Linked DNA regions of Astyanax mexicanus: region 1 is linked to region 2. The links are chromatin contacts, called in public Hi-C maps. All regions are on one chromosome and are shown on one strand. Each heading gives the region's core, a stretch centred on a gene start, on an enhancer-like site or on the middle of the called end of the contact. The rest is flanking DNA. Distances are from core to core; before and after follow the strand shown. Region 1 holds the start of spred2b (sprouty related EVH1 domain containing 2b). Region 2 overlaps phf10 (PHD finger protein 10).

Region 1 (2,700 bases), core at 20-2,519, 84 kb before region 2:
CAGCACAGCTGTTAACTGAAAGCTAAGCAAAAGGTGCTACTTTAAAGAACATATTCTGGTTTGTTTAACACTTTTTGTTTACTAAATAATTTCAGATGTTTTTCTTCATAGTTTCTTGAACTTTTTTATGCATATACTTAATCCATTACGACATAGCCTATGTATGTTTCTGTATAAGCTATTTGAAGTCATAGCTGACCTAAGATCAGTAGTTGTGGAGTTAGCAGGTTAGTTAACAGTGGAGACTCATTCACTCACTCAGTTACTCACTCTCTCACTCACTCACTCACTCATTTCCGCACTCCCTAACTCACTCTCGATCCCTCACTCCCTAACTCACTCACTAATTCACTCAATCACTCTCATTCACTCATTAACTCATTCATTCACTGTCACTAATTCACTCACTTATTCACTCATTCATTCTCTTACACACTCATTAACTCACTTATTCACTCACTCACTCTCACTCCTTTACCCAATCATTGTTATGGCATTGGCTCATCCATACCCCACAACATAAAAGAGGGACACAACACGAGAGATTAAGTTTTAAACAATGGATACTTTTATTAATCACTCACTAACTTACTCACTTACCCATTCTTTCATTAACTTAATCACTCTCTCATTAACTCAATTACTCACTCACTTACTCATTCTTTCATTAACCTAATCACTCTCTCACTCACTCTCTTATTAACTCAATTACTCACTCACTCATTCTTTCATTAACTTAATCACTCTTTCATGAACTAAATTACTTACTCACTTTCATTAACTTAATCACTCTCTCACTCACTCTCTCATTAACTCAATTACTCACTCATTCACTCAGTCACTTTCACTCTCTAACTCACTCACTCACCCATTAACTCAATCACTCTCTCACTCATTTACTTACTCATTAACGTAATCACTCTTTCACTCACTCACTCACTCACTCACTCACTCACTCACTCACTCGCTCAATCACTCTTTCATTAACTCAATAACTCTCTCACTCACTGTCTTACTTACTCCCTCACTCCCTAACTCACTCACTCACTCACTCACTCACTCACTCACTCACTTCCTGTCTCTCTCACTTACTGTCTCACTCCCTGTCTCACTCATTCACTATCTGACTCCCTAACTCACTCACTCACTGTCTCACTCACTCATTCACTCACTTGCTTCTCAGATTAAAAGTCAGTCTGCAGTGTTGCCGAGCTGACGTCATCGTTTCCGCCCTGCCCCCCCTTTCTTTCCCCCCCCCCCCCTCCCTCTCTCGCGCTGTTGCTGCTGCTCGCTGCAGAATCCAACATGGAGTAAAGAGAGATGGGGCTCGGACGGGGCCACCCTCAGCAACATCAGCGCTTAGCGAGCAGCAGCACGGCGGAGAGACTCGCCCCAGACCCGAGATCAGCCCGGCGGTAAGAACTCACTCTCCGGTATCTCTGAACTCACCATTAGCTATACTACTACACACCCGGGCTGTGGAGAGAGCGCGCGCACTCACTCAGACACGGGGCTGCTGCGCTGCGAGACTCGGCGCTCGGGAGACCAGAGTCGTCACGATTTCTACCAGCAACTGGTTTCAGCTCTGGAGAGAAAAGGAGGAGAAAATTAGACCGAGACTAAGAGAGAGAAAGAGTGGAAGAAGCGAGAGGCCGTCAGGACGGCGGACAGGAGAGGAGGAGAAGAAAACACGCGAGGGAAGAAGACGGGAGGAGAGGAGGCTGAGGCGCGATGTGAAGGGATTATTATTATTATTTTGGAGAAGAGAGAAGAAAAATGACGAGCGAAAAGAGAGCACCCGCGGTGGGATTTTTTTCGAGGTGAAACGAGAAAATGATTGAAGAAACACGCCCAAACGAGTGAGTACTTATACTGTACAGCTAGTCTCCTTTTCTCTTTCTTTTTCTGCCTTTCTCTCCCTCTGTTTTTCTCTTGTTTGAGTACGTGGGTTAGTTAGCTACTCTGGTTTGTTGTTAGTTAGCTGGCTAACCTAACCTAAGCTAACCTGTCTCTTCTGCTCTGTTTTATGGCCTGAGTGGGGGAAAGTTTCGAGTGCTTGTTTTTAGTTAGTCGTGTTGTATGTGTGGGTGTGTGTGTATACATATGTGTATGTGTGTGTGTAGTTCTGACAGTGGGCGACGAAAAAAACAGGGGGATCAGGCCCTCTCCTTCACCCCCCTGCCTTAAGAGGGGAGGGAAGGAGTGGGAGAGAGGGGGAGAGGGGGACAGACAGAGAGAGAGAGAGTGGGGGCGGCTCGGAAACATTTTTTTCTCAGGGAAGGGCTACTTTTTCTACTGTTCAACAGAGTTCCTTAGCTAAAATGTAAAATGCTGGTAGGACCAGCCCCGAGCCTCCCCAGGCTTCAGTGACTGACTGGGGGGCTACACAGGGGGTCTTTTCCCCAGCCCTAATTCACTTGCAAAACGGACAGGCAGACACACAAACCGGAGCTGAATGATGTTAGCTAGTCTATCCTCCATTTGTTTTGCCCTTTCTTTGAATCGCTCTCATTTGCATACAGAGCTTCATTCATAAAAAACGATCACACCACACACACACATACACACCCAGACAGAGGCAGTAGTCCTTGTTGACTGTTGTCCTGCATAGCTAACCTAGCTAGTGTACTGTGTGTGTTTTATTGGACAGTGTAATTAAGATATGTGATACATAGGTTACCTAGGTTATTTCTCCACCGG
Region 2 (2,700 bases), core at 74-2,573:
GATCAGTCTCACAGTCTGAAGGAACATTTACTAGACTGTTAGCTTATATTATTAAGAGTAAAATAAATCTAGTAGAGTTCAGTTCAATTTCTTGGTTTACCTGGCACCAATTAATATTTTCAACAAGTTTGAGATCTGAAGTTAGGGAAGGGTGTTCTGTAAGCCTTCTTTATCCATTCCACATCCAGCTTTGATGTGTATTTGAAGTCTCGATCCTGTTGTAACACTCCACTGTGTTCAAGGTTCAACCATCTAGTGGCTTCTGTTTTAAAGTTGTGTAAAGGGATTCTGAGGTAGTCTCCCTGCTTCTTCAATACTCCACTCCAGTTCCGCTGATGGTAGCAAAACAGGTTTAAAGCATGATACTACCACCACCATGCTTGACAGGGTTCTCGGGCTTTAACAACTTTTCACTCTGGAAATATCTCTGATCATTGTGACCCACAATCTAGAAAAAAAAAAATCTGTGAATTTGAACGTGCAATATTGCTATATATATATATATAAATGTTTTCTCACTATATTTTCTTAAATAAACTACTTCATGGGTTGATAAGAAGTATATAGTTGTAGACTATATATTGTTTTCAATGGAAAATCTCCACTTAAAATTCCAAGACTAGGCTTAGTCTTGGTCCTATAAACATTTAATGTTAAAATATTTTATTTCAAGTAAAAAAAAAAAAAAAAAAAATATTAGCAGAAATTATAGGGGCCATTCTTATCAAGAGATACTTACAAGGTTACTTTATTACGTACAAGGAATGTTAGGAGTCTTGCCAATGGCCTTGTATTGGTGTAGTGCAGATCAGGAATTGAACCCCAGCCCATTTATGATTACATTTTAAATAACAAATAATTAAAATTATGTAAAAAAAATGGAAATTGGAAAAATGAAACTGGATTTTTTTTTTGCATAACAGCAACAATATACCTCAAAATATATGACCCTATAATTCAGAGGATGCAGGGTTTTTGGAGGGTTAAAAAGAGGTAAAAACACTATTCACTCATCCAAACTACAAAATAACACAGCATCTAAGTAACAGAATGTCCAATGCTTTCACCATAAGGGAAAGGGTAGCTATGTAGTATTAAATATCTCTAACAAGACTAAGATCTTAACTGATGGTATTAAAAACATTCAAAATGTAAAACTCTTGAAGTATTTGCTTTAATGCTGAATTTCAGACCTTCACACGTAAACTGGGATGAGTAAATCTGGGTAGCCAGGCTTCACTATATATGAGAAGGTGTTGCTGGCTGGCGATTATTCACGGTGTGAAGTGTTCTTTGGGAAGTTGGTTCAGTTCACGCCCCCTATGGCTCTGGTATGGAGACGGTCATGGTTGGTTGAGGGGTAGGCAGGCATTGTGTGACAAGCAGCTATAAAGCTTCTCTTCCACCTCATCCTCGCTGCCCTTCCACTGTTTCAGGCAAGGAAACTGTGCCTCTTCCTCTGCTGGTTCCACTCTTCCATGCCACATTTACATTTCCTTATTCTTTGTCCATCTGCCTTTGGTCTTTTTTCTTCTTCTAAACTCCCTCTCTTTCTTTCTACCTTCTTTTTTTTCTTCCTGAGGCTTTTCTCTGTTTATGATCCAAAAATGACTTCCTTCCTTCCTTTACAAGCAGTCCCCTGGAGGCCTGGGGGAGGTGTTCTTGACAGTCTAGCATGTAATTACACCCCCCGCCGCCCTCTGCTCAAACTTCTTGCACATTCGCTGCAGTCTGAGGTCGTGCCACCTCTTTCTTTCACTCCTGAACTTTCAAAAATCGCAGCTTTCCAACGGCTCTCTTATCTCAGGATCTACACTAAAGTTTTTTTTCTCTTATCTCAGGATCTACACTATTGTTCTTTTTAACTTTACCACAAACACACATACATATATACAGCCCTGGACAAAAAAAAAATAAGAGACCACTTAAAAATTATTTTCTTTGATTTTACCACGTTAAAAACTTCTGGAATAGAATCAAAAGGAAGAAGGATGATCACAAGCCATCAAACAAACCAGCACCAGGAGCGGCATAAAGTTATCCAAAAGCAGTGTGTAAGACTGGTGGAGGAGAACATGCAAAGCTGCGTGAAAACTGTGATTAAAAACCAGGATTATTCCACCAAATATTGATTTCTTAACTTTTAAAACTTTATAATTATGAACTAGTTTTCTTTGCATTATTTGAGGTCTGAAAGCTCTGCATCTTTTTCGTTATTTCAGCCATTTCTCATTTTCTGCAAATAAATTCTCTAAATGACAATAATTTTATTCGTAACTTAGGAGAAATGTTTTCCGTAGTTTATACAATTAAACAAAAGTGCTCATTTTACTCAAATATATACCTATAAATAGCTAAATCAGAGAAACTGATTCAGAAACTGAAGTGGTCTTGTCACTTATTTTTTTCCAGAGCTGTATATTAGATACTATTCTGATACATCACATTCTGTTTGTTTCTTTTATGTTAACATTTATATGTCAAACATATACATTACAGCACTGTTCACATGTTTTAGTGGTCTAAAGACGTTTAGGCTTTAAAGAAATTACTTATTTAGATGAAAAGATGTTATTTAATCAGATTACCATAATATTATATTAGAATGTATTCACCTTCAACCTTTAAAGCTATATTTTGCTGTTTCCAAACCTTTTAAAGAAAACTGTATTATTTGGAGTTACCAAACATTGCTTCAAT

The links. Hi-C and Micro-C count contacts between places; a contact is called where the count stands out from the background.
Region 1: a contact with region 2 is called in a Hi-C map of muscle, with 14 times the contacts expected there. The contact joins the promoter of spred2b here to the enhancer-like site in region 2. A contact is called at or near these places in 2 of 3 Hi-C or Micro-C datasets (both in muscle).

Annotation. Positions count from the first base shown.
Region 1 is chr7:17,952,736-17,955,435 of AstMex3_surface, reverse strand. spred2b (sprouty related EVH1 domain containing 2b) reads left to right here and starts at 1,269. Exons shown (of 6, transcript XM_022686178.2): 1 at 1,269-1,859. The coding sequence starts at 1,834. All of the region lies in intron 1 of phf10 (PHD finger protein 10), which reads right to left.
Region 2 is chr7:17,869,199-17,871,898 of AstMex3_surface, reverse strand. The region is part of intron 1 of phf10 (PHD finger protein 10); the gene reads right to left. Among protein-coding and RNA genes, the nearest start is that of spred2b, 84 kb to the left of the region's middle. Within about 2 kb of position 1,323, the one cell type or tissue checked has an H3K27ac peak away from gene starts, as active enhancers do.